Linked DNA regions of Mus musculus: region 2 is linked to region 1. Evidence: chromatin contacts called from public HiChIP or PLAC-seq data. All regions are on one chromosome and are shown on one strand. The core of a region is the stretch at or near the end of the contact, and the rest is flanking DNA. Distances in the headings are between cores, read along the strand shown.

Region 1 (5,873 bases), core at 1,292-3,791:
CATTGACATCTCTTCTCAAGTCTTTTTGTGGCTATGTATCTTCATTTCTTTGGGTAAATACTTTAGTTAATTAAAAAAACATTGCTTGCTATTATTGTGCGCATATAATGTGTTATCGTGTGTATATAATGTGCTGTGTGTGAGTGCAGTATGTCATGGCTCAGCAGACTTGGGTCCCAAGGCTTGGTGGCAAGTGCTTTTACCCACTGAGCCATCTTGCTAGGCTGGGAAAATGGTTAGGAAGAAAACTGCTGGCCATGGGGTGGATTTATAATGTGGTTTCATCACTTTAGATAATACCAACAGCTTGTAAGGATTCCACTTGCACCACACCCTCATAAGCATTTGTTGTTATTATTTTCCGTTTTAACCATTTTAGTAGGTGTGAAGTGGAACTTCACTGTGGCTTTAATTAGTGTTTCCCTAATGACTCAGAATATTTCTTAAGCATTGTTTTCTTAGTTTTAGTTGTGTGCATGTGCCTCTGTGTTGTTGTGTGCACCTGAGTGCTGATGACTTTTCAGAGACATCCCCTGGGGCTGCAGTTACAGGTGGAGGGAGCCACCCATCCACTGTGGGTTCTAGGGATTGAATCAGGGTTCTCTGCAAGGCTAGTATGTGCTCTTAATTGTTGAGAGGTATTTTTGACTTATAAGAGGCATACATACACACACACACACACACACACACACACACACACACACACACACACAAATTCTTGAGCTTTTTTTTATCTTTTCTTTTCCTTTCCTTTTTTTTTTTTTTTTTTTTTGCCAGAATAGCCCTGGCTGGCCTGGAACTTCCTATGTAGACCACACTAACCCTGTAATCATTAAAAAAAGAAAAAAGGAAAAAAAAAAAACCCTACCTGCCTCTGCCTACTAAGACATTGGGATTATAAGTATGTACCACCATGCCTGTCTATGAAAAGGTCAGCTCATGAAACCCTTGCACCTCCGGAAGGGAGAGGCTAATTAACATTTCTCCGACCACAGGGTGGGAACCGACCTGCGGGTGGGGACACATTCCGCAGGACTGACTGCTGCCCACCTTCAGACAAAGGAAGAAAGGAAGTCCTTGTCACCTCATTCCCTAGAGACTGATCAGTTTAAAGGTGCACTGTTCTGTCAATCATATTGTGCCTAGTTGCTGATGCTCTGTTCTGCCCCTGGAAACCATATAAAAACTCGTGGAATGGGTGCTGGGGGTTGCCACCTCTCCTTTGGGTCTGGGACAACCCCAATGCACTGGAACAATAAGTTCCTCTTGCTTTTTGCATCGATCCCAGCTCCACGTGGTTCACTCAGAGGGTCCCCGGTAAGCTAAGGCTCCCCGGAGTGGAGTCTTATGTCCGTCTATCCCTTGATTTCTAAGCAGTGTTTATTTATTTATTTATTTGTTTGTTTGTTTATCTATTTTTAAGAACAGTTTTAGGTTCACAACAAAATGAAGCTAAGGATGCTGGTCACCAGTACAGGCCCCACCTCATAAAAGCTCAGTCCTCACCACTTTTAAAGTCAGACACAAGAGAGACACACCCGATGAGTCTATGCTGCTATCTACAACTGAAAAGCAGAGCTCACTGGGCTTCCGTCTTCCTGTAGCCGGCTATCTGGGCCTAGAGAGAAGCACAATGGCAGTTGTATATCTTTCTTGGGCAGGGTTCCCTAGAGGAATAGAACTGGCAGAATGCTAAATAGATGTCTAGGTATTATGGCTATATAATAGAATGGCAGATGTACAGCTATCATAAAAGGAGATTTACTAGAATAGCTCATAGAACAGATACTCCGTATAACAATGGCGTCCTGTGCATTGGAGAAGCCGAGAACCCACTGACCACACAGTTTAGATGCCTCAGCAGCCCCAAGCTGACACTGAGGGCCTGGAAGATGCTGGAGAGCCATTATTCTTCCTTCCATCTCTGAAGGTGAGAGACTAGACCAACTCCATCTTGGGCTCAGGCTCCATCTTAGAGAAGCTGACCTAAGGTTGAATCACCAGGCCTACACCTAACACTCGTCTCCAGGTTACTCACTAACAAGCACTAACCAGGAGGAAAGCAGAAGTTACAGTTGTACCTAAGGATATTTGCCTGTGATGGTTAAGGTTTTTGCTCCAGCACCAACCAGTCATATTAAAGGGCAGCACATTCCATGATAGTCCCCCCAATCAAATGTGTGCCAAGCTGGATACCCTTGCTTGTTTGCTTGACTCTATAACTGCTTGCTTGAAACTGGGCTTAGGGTTTCACCCTCCCATCCTGATGCGTCAGTGACGAGGGTATGGCCTGAACTCGAGCTTGAGGAAAGACCCTTGTGCGATCGCATTGGAATTGGCTCTGTGGTGGTCTTTGGGGGCTCTCAAAAGGGGCACAACACAGGCAAACGCTGGAGTATGATGTTGGCAGAGCATGGCAGCAGAGCTTCAGGAAGAACGGATGGACTCACCATCAAGAGGCAGAACCAGGCCAGCGAGCAACAGTGCTACACTTTCCTGGGACTTCTTTATATGTGTGCCACCTGACACCCTCTGAAAGTGCCGCCCATTCTATGGGAGTGTCTCCTTGCCTCTGTTGATCCTTCCCGGGAGTGTCTTCACACCCCACCCAAAGGCTTGTCTCTCCTTGGTTTTCAGATGCATCAAGTGGACACTCAGGATTAACTGACACAATTCCTTCATGATAGCAAAGCGCTTTCATGTCCTAGGCATCCTTCGTGCTGTTTATTAATCTGGGTTTCCTCTTGAATTCCTGGAAGCCAGATTCTTACAGTCGCCATGCTTTTGCCTTTCCAGAACCATATAGCAAGTAGCCTTTAGAATGGCTTATTCCAGTGGGTACATCTTTTAAAAATCCCTACTTCTATGTGCACACATGTGAGTATGGGGAAAGCACATGCATGTGTGTAGGTCAGGGGACAACCTCTTGGCTGTCCGCCCTTCCGTCTTCCACCTTCCACCGTCCACCTTGCTTGAGACTAGCTAGGCTTTTGTTCACTTTCTGCTGGATAAGGCAGGCTAGCTGGACCACAGGCTACCAGGAATTCTGTCTCCCTGTCCCATTTCACTGTAAGAGCTCTGGGGTTGTAGATGAGTGCCCTAAATCACACCCAGCTTTACAGGGCTCCTGGGGATTCTGAGCTATGTCTTCATCCTTGTGTGGCAAACACTTTACCAGCAGAGCCACAGAATGCAACTTTTAAAAAAATATTTATTTATTTATTTGTTTGTTTGCTTATTTATTTATTTAATGTGAGTACACTGTCACTGTCTTCAGACACACCAGAAGAGGGCATCTGATCCCATTACAGATGGCTGTGAGCCACCATGTGGGTTCTGGGAATTAAACTCAGGACCTCTGGAAGAGCAGTCAGTGCTCTTAACTGCTGAGCCATCTCTCCAACCCAGCTTTTTTTTTTTTTTTTTAAATCAGGGTTCCAGGGATGAAAACAGTTATAAGGTTTGTACTATGGGCAGTTTTACCTGCTGAGCCCCTGCATCTTCTTTTTTTTTTTTTAGTCTTGAACAATCTTCTATCTGGATATTCTATGGTTTATCTATTGAAGGCAACTTTGGGTTTTTATTCATTTTGGAAATTGCCCAGTGTGGTGTGTGCATGTCTTTAATCCCAGCACTCTGGAAGGCAGAGGCAGTAGGATCTTTGTGAGTTGGAGACGTCTGGTCTACATAGCAAGTTTCAGCTATGGACAGCTAGGACTACATAAAGAGACTCTGTCTCAAAACAAAACAAGAATAAGTTTTTGTAATTGCCTACAAAGCTGTTGTAAATGTTTGTGGGCAGGTTTTTGTGTGAATGTATATTTTCTTTTCTGAAGTAGAAATTTAGGGTTCTTCTTTCTTCCTTCCTTTCTTTCTTTTTTTTAGAAAGTCAGTTGTGTTAAGATTGACTTGTGAAGGAATGTTTTAGTGAAATAGACATAGGTGAACAGATGTTTTGTTAAAGTAAACATGTGAAAGGACACGTGATGAAGGATTTTTTTGTTAATGACATATATGTATTGGTCTGTCTTATATTGTATAGTTGGGTTTTATAAGTCAGGGCTCTATAGAGATAAACGTGTCAAAAAATTTGGTGGTGTGTTTGTGGCTTTTTGTCACTTTGATGGAATTGAATTGACTGACAGAGTGATGTTAGCTGAGACAGACATATGTGTTGAGGCAAGACATGTGTTGAGTCAAGACCTGTGGAGAAGAACATGTGATGTTTGGAGGGATTATAAATAGAACTCTACCGGCAATGGAGGAGACTGAGTTAGGCTTGTTGGTAGGGTAAGTTGTATAATGTTTGTTGGTCTTTTGCTTTGTTAATCTGTACAGTTGAGAACTTTTTCTTGACATTATTGTTGGCCCTGGTCTTTTTTGTTGACCTGAGCCGAGGCTGAGGGCTGGCTGTCTCTGTTAGGTATTGTCACCATTGCTGACTTGTGTTTGTTATCTTGACTTTATTAACAAGGTCAGTTCAGAACCTTTGGAAAATTCCACCAGACCCCTCCCCTCCTAGAAGAGAAAGGTCCAGAGAAGGTTGCACTTAGGCAACCCTCCCCTCCAGAAGGGAGAGGCTAATTACATTCCTCAGACCAAGTTGTTACACTTCGTAGCAAGCATGTTTATTCCTAAACTTTCTCACTGGCCCCATCGATGTATTTTTATTGATGTAGCTTAATAATAATCTTGAAGTTGGATAACATCAGTCCGCAAACATACTCTCAATCAATACTCTGTCAGTTGTTTTGTGTTTTGTACCTCTGCATGCATAAGCTTTAGGACTTGTTTTTTATTGGCCACAAAGCCAACTATTGGAAGTGCATTAAATCTTTAGACTAAGTTAGCAGGTTACCAGCAGAGTGTTTTTCTGTCCGTCATTTTATCCTTGAGCCTTCAGTGTAGTGTTGTTGACTCCTGTCAGAAACTGTGACTGCGTCTTTCATCATCCACATGCTGTTATCCCAGCCCCAGGGGACATTAAGAAGTGATGCTTTCGTTAGGCAATTAGATTATAAGAACTAGAGGCTTATGAATTGGATTAGCGCCCTTAATAAAAGGCACCCCAGAAAGCTTTCTTGTGTACTTTTTGCCATCTAGTGATACAAGAAGTTAGGAGCCTGAAACCAAGTAGAGTCCCTTCCAAACATGAGAAATAAACTTCTGCTATTATCTATCTAGTTGTTGGCATTTAGGGATGTCATTTGTTTATTTGTCCATGTATCATTATTATTTAAACAGGGTTGCATCATTTGGCCTTGGCTGACCTGGTACTCACTATGTAGATCAGGGTGGTATTGAACTTGTGGCGACCCTTCCATGTCTAAACATTGAGATTATAGCCCAGCAGTGGTGGTGCACGCCTTTAATCCCAGCACTTGGGAGGCAGAGGCAGGCAGATTTCTGAGTTCGAGGCCAGCCTGGTCTACAGTACAGAGTGAGTTCCAGGACAGTCAGGGCTATACAGAGAAACCCTGTCTCGAAAAACCAAAAATAAAAAATTTTAAAAATTTTTAAAAAATTGGGATTACAGGCATGCACTACCACACCCCCTCTCAGGCTATATAGATTTATTTCATCAGCACATATCACTAATCACTAGGAGAAGTACTAGATTTCACTCAAAGAAAATATCTATCATTCAGGGTGCTTGGCTATCAGCTGGCTTGGGGTGACCGTGGAAAGCAGTTTTATCGTAAAGAATAAGAGGTGACTCGTGTGCTGGTAAAAAGGCTTAGAAGGCAGCTTTCAGGAAGAAAGGGCCAAACCATGTTTCCCAAGCAGATTTCAAGTGGGAAGTGCTGCAGGGATAATGTACTAAAAGTTAGTCTTATGCCAGGAATGAAGTTGTACTGTAACTATTAATCACT
Region 2 (5,453 bases), core at 402-2,901, 73 kb before region 1:
AGCCAGGGCTTTATAATAATGAGACACTGTCTGAAAATATCAAAAAATGGAAGGAAAAAATAAAGAATACAGAACTACAAAAAACTCCTAGTTCAAAGTCTCCTCCCCAGAGGAACCCCGTTTTCTGTAAGCAACAACTTAGAGCGTCTATGGAGGGAGTGGGAGCTCTGAATCACAGAGTCCTTTCCACAAAGTACTGTCTTTAAATTAAGGAGACGGTAATCTAATAGTGTAAACAAGTCTGGCTCAGAAAGAAAACTGAACATATCCCAGGTCTGTCCATGAAAGTAACAATGGTACATCTTTAATAGTAAAGGAATAGACTATAAAAAGTTCAGTCTTAGAATTGACTTTTAAAAGCTCATTTGTGCTCCTTGGTGGGTGCATAATAAAGTTCCATGGGTTTGTTCACTTTCCAGTATTTCTCACTGACCAATTCCAAAGAAAAGGAGCCATTTAAAACCTAAAACAAAAAGAGGCAAGATTATGAAAATGCATGGTGCTCAGTAACAGTGAGACTAAATAAACAAAAGGCCACAGGATCCCGTGCACAGCAGGAGAGATAAAGGGCATCACGGAGTCATTAATCTGCGGCTTTGCTTCGTGGGCCTCAGGGCTCCCCCCCTACCAGACCCACCCAGACCACTAGCCAAGGAGCTCAACAGGCATTGACAAATACTCACGGTGAACTGGCCACTGGCTGTGGCTATGTAAATGGTGTACTGCTTCTCACTGGCTGTATCCAGGTTCATCTGGTTTGATTCTCCTTTGCTTCGAAGTTCTTCTAAAGCTAACCTCACAGCCAGATACTTGGATAAGTGATCAACAGTGGCATTGCCTGAAGTCTTTATGTATCTAAAAGAATAATGCATCGAACATTTCATTTGTAGAGTATATGAAGTTCCTAAATCATGGAGCCAAAAAAACTATACAAAACATGTATGTTCCAATTATTGAAAATAAATAGAAATTAACTGCTCTATAATAAGCAAAGGCAGGTGATGAACACTCACATTCTATATATAATACATGGTACAAAGCAACAAAAATCAAACCAATAAACAATGTACTTACAAAAATTAGCAAACCTTTCAACCTTAATTACTAGAAAAATTACTGCAAAGACAGAAGTATTAAGAATAAGAGCAAATAAATAAAAAAAAAAAAAAAAAAAGGGGCTGGTGAGATGGCTCAGTGGGTAAGAGCACCCGACTGCTCTTCCGAAGGTCCAGAGTTCAAATCCCAGCAACCACATGGTGGCTCACAACCATCCGTAACAAGATCTGACTCCCTCTTCTGGTGTGTCTGAAGACAGCTACAGTGTACTTACATAAAATAATAAATAAATCTTTAAAAAAAAAAAAAAAAAAAGAATAAGAGCAAATTGTTTGTCTTAAGAATTAACATTTCAGCCGGGCGTGGTGGCACACGCCTTTAGTCCCAGCACTCGGGAGGCAGAGGCAGGCAGATTTCTGAGTTCGAGGCCAGCCTGGTCTACAGAGTGAGTTCCAGGACAGCCACGGCTACACAGAGAAACCCTGTCTCGAAAAAAACAAAACAAACAAAACAAAAGAATTAACATTTCAGCCGGGCGTGGTAGCTCACGCCTTTAATCCCTGTACTGGAGAGGCAGAGTTCAAAGCCAGCCTAATCTATAGAGTGAGTTGCAGGACAGCCATAGCCTCACAAAGAAACCTGTCTTGAAAAGCCCCCTCACCCAAGGAAGAATTAACACGAGAAGTACTAATCTTAGGATGTTTGTAAGCATGGTGGACTACTCAATCACTCACTCAACAAATATCTGATGTCTAGCTGCACTCCTGACAGGCACGACAGACAGGTGTGGAAGTCCACCCTTGCCAGTATGAAAGTCAGAGTTTTTCTTCATCACCTGTGAGGTTTGCTCCCCTGTGAAGAGCAACTTTTCATGGAAAGAATATAAGGAGGGAGGAAGGGAGGGAGGGAGAGAGGGAAAACAAACAAGTAATCTAGGCAGTAGTTAGTACATTCAGACTGAATTCTAAAGCTAGGATGCAAGTACTGACTTCATTTCATACACAGACCGTTCTCTGAAACCTTGTGCAACCATGTGACCTGGAAGCAGCGCCCACGCTTACCTTGTCTGTGCGCTGTCGTCCTTTTCCATAAGAGTTGGATGGGGCCTGAAGACTAACTCAATCTCACTGGCACCGTCCATGACTGGATCAATCGCCACTGCTGCATTGTTGTTATCAAGTTCAAGCCCAGAGTCATCAGAGGTTTTGGTCCGTTTGTTACTCGGGCCCGCTTCCTGGTTGCTGTGTGTGGATGCGTTACTACAGTGGGAGCTGTCACCATTATCTTCTGCTCCACTACCATTTTCTATCTGCTGCTTTTTGCCTCGCTGTAATCTAATTAAGGGGAAAGGAATAAAGTTTACATTATCTTTAAGGCGTCAAACTTGAAACCATTTTGTTTGTTTTTTAACTGTTATTTTAATTTTATGTGCACAGGTATTTGTGCCTATAGTACATCACGTGTACATAGTGCCTGAGAGACCAGAAGAGAGTGCTGGATTCCCAGAGAATGGAGTTACACGTAGTTGTGAGCTGCCATGTGAGCTGGGAATTGAACTTAGGTCCTCTGGAAGAGCAACCAATGCTCTTAACCACTGAGCCATCTCTCCAGCCCTGAACTTTAAAAAAAAAAAAGTATAAGAGAAAACTTGACGAGTAAATTTGGTGAAATACATTGTCACTGATTCCCACATGTCCTTCAGAGATCTAGAAGGCTCATCTTGGGAGGCAGAAGCAGCTGCAAGGTAAAGGCAAGCCTGATCTACAGAGCAAATTCCAGAATAGCCAGGGTTAGAGACTTGTCTCAAAAATAAAATTCAAAAAGTATTCACTTGGTAATTATTGAACAAACAAGGACTAAAAGACTAACGGACAAACACTATGAGATCTCACTTCTCTGAGATGTCAATTAGAAGGCAGGTAGTTAGCAGGAGCCAGGAGAAGAGTGAGACAGGAGTAGCAAGCTCTACTTAGAAATGAGTTCCTGTTTCACAAAATGAAAAAAAATTCTGCAAGTTGGTTGGGAAACTATTAAACATAAGTAAGCTAAATAAACTTTATTACTATATACACAGTTAACATACCTTGTTAGATATTTACTGTAATTTTAGAACACAGAAAGGCCCACATGAAGGAAAAACAACCAAAAGACAAATTCAATGTTCAATGGCAACACTGGACCATGTGAAGCTGAAGCAAAGCTAAGGCAACAGATTATGATGTCAGCAATTAAAGAATAATGTTCAGGTAAGAGTCGGGAAGTCACATCTTAGCAGGATGCACTGTCCTGATGGCAGGGTTTTACAATTAGCATATGAAGAGCAATGAACAAATTAAAATTGTGCCCGAATGTGGTGGCTTATGCTTGTAATCTCAGGACTCGAGAAACTGGGCAAGAGGGTCACCACACACTTAAAGCCAGTCTGTACTCTACAGTGAGTTCTAGGCAGGCAGGACTATATGACAAGATGCTACCTCACGGACGAACAGAGGTGGGAAGGGGGAATTATAAATACCTAACGACTAAAGTGCATAAAACATATCTATAGCCAGGTGGTGGTGGTGCACACCTTTAATCCCAGCACTTGGGAGGCAGAGGCAGGCAGATTTCTGAGTTCGAGGCCAGCCTGGTCTACAAAGTGAGTTCCAGGACAGCCAGAGCTATACAGAGAAACCCTGTCTCGAAAAACCAAAAAACCAAACCAAAACAAAAACATATCTATATGAAAGTATTTGAAAAAGTCCAGGTGGAATGTAGACTCCAAAGCCAGTAGATACAGATGTCAGAAAATAAGTGCTGTGGAAGAAAAATAGGCAGGAGGGACAGGAATGGAGTGCTAGACTAACAACAGACTCAGGAAGGAGAAAGAAGTGAGCACCATCTGAGACAGAGGTACAGAAAGAATGAACACACACAAATGCTCTCAAAGGCAGAAGCTAAGCTAAGCTAAGCTAAGCAGCAGTGTAGTCCCCAGTCATGAGCCTGTCACACAGACAGGCCACTCAGACAGCACGGCAAATAAGGGTGGTCACCTGACAATCCGGGTTCCATTCCCAGAACCCACCTGATGGAAGCAAAGAACTGATGCCCACAAGCTGTCCTCTAATCTTCATACGTGGGTTAGACAAGGCAGAGACTGTCTACAGAAGTATTTCACCAAGGATAACTGCATCTCTCATGAGACCAACATAAACAACTATTAAGTCCTTACAACTCATGATTGTGCTACACTCTAAAAAGAAGTACACTCGACATTTAACACTATCTTACTTTCAGAAATATAGTTGTAATTCACAAATGGAACTCATCTTTTAACCTTCATGGTGGAGAGGGTTGGCCACTGTACTTCAGAATCACTTAGAACCTGAGAACAGTATATGGAGGCTCCAACTACTTGATCTGTTCTGAGACCTGAAGCCCTGAGATAAACCTTGTCAAGACATCCTGCTATTGAGTCTTGTGACAGCCATTAAACCAGTGGGCCTTTTACTTATTTGGAAAATTATGATTATCCCTGAAAACTGACTAGCCTGGGAGATAAAAGCAGGGAAACAGAATAGCAGTAAGCCTGGTTCTGATAAAGCCTTACACTGATACGATAATTCTGAAACACTTTTTAACTATCCAGGAGAGGCCAGCTATACACACCTTTAATCCCAACATTCAGGGGCGGGAGCAGCTAGGTACAATGAAGTCTTCAACCCACTCACCATCACACTGAACAATTAACACAGAGCTCACTACAAACTTCCAAAGGGGCATTGTGACAGGGCAGTATAAAGGGGGCTTTAGAACCAGATGGAGAGACAAACCTCTCAAAGGTATGTATTCTATGCAGAAGAGGCACAAGAAGATTGTCTGTATACTCCTCAATACTGGCATGCGTATGTATGTGTGTGATGAGTCTTCATGGGCACACGTATACAAGTCAAAGGGTAATTTTAAAAGTTGGTTCTCTGGTTCCACGGGGATTCTGTGAGTCTCACAAACACAAATTCTAGTATTTTGAATGCAATACTCTGGCACTATGTACAACTATTCTGTCACTGTGTTTAATCTTACAGAAAAAGTACCCCCCTTGTTTGGTAAGTCTCTGACCCCTCGGTCTCTCGCTCACTTGCTCATGTACCTGTTCATGGCCTGTATCTTCAGCCCCTCCTCGATGCTGTGGCTGAGAGCCTGCTGATTGTTGTGTTTGTTGATCCTTGCTAAGACCCTTTCCTGATGCGCTTCATACTCATCACGACTGGGATAAATCTTGCTGATGAGTGCATCAAAGTTCGGGTCTGGCCTTAGTGATCTTTTAGAAACCAGTTTTTTCCGACAGGTAGGACACTCTTTGTTGCTAAATAAAAGAGAAGAAAATTTAGACATGACAGTACTGTTGTGCTAAAAAC

The links. HiChIP or PLAC-seq counts read pairs in DNA pulled down with a chosen protein or histone mark.
Region 2: a contact with region 1 is called in an H3K27ac HiChIP or PLAC-seq map of embryonic stem cells, with 6 read pairs. The contact joins two enhancer-like sites. A contact is called at or near these places in 1 of 15 datasets of contacts at CTCF or cohesin (pro-B cells), 11 of 484 Hi-C or Micro-C datasets (the AML12 cell line, the G1E-ER4 cell line, the HL-1 cell line and 8 more), 1 of 115 datasets of contacts at active chromatin or transcription factors (embryonic stem cells) and 2 of 9 other capture datasets (adipose tissue and pancreatic islet).

What each region holds. Positions count from the first base shown.
Region 1 is chr1:151,543,215-151,549,087 of GRCm38.p6, forward strand. No RefSeq gene overlaps it. Among named protein-coding and RNA genes, the nearest start is that of Niban1, 25 kb to the right of the region's middle. Within about 2 kb of position 2,542, at least 10 of the 459 cell types and tissues checked have an H3K27ac peak or open chromatin away from gene starts, as enhancers often do. A contact at or near this core is called in embryonic stem cells, where this site is marked.
Region 2 is chr1:151,470,955-151,476,407 of GRCm38.p6, forward strand. Rnf2 (ring finger protein 2) reads right to left here. Exons shown (of 7, transcript NM_011277.3): 4 at 5,186-5,401; 5 at 2,118-2,390; 6 at 684-855; 7 at 1-463. The coding sequence ends at 362. Among named protein-coding and RNA genes, the nearest start is that of Rnf2, 27 kb to the right of the region's middle. Within about 2 kb of position 1,652, at least 7 of the 459 cell types and tissues checked have an H3K27ac peak or open chromatin away from gene starts, as enhancers often do. A contact at or near this core is called in embryonic stem cells, where this site is marked.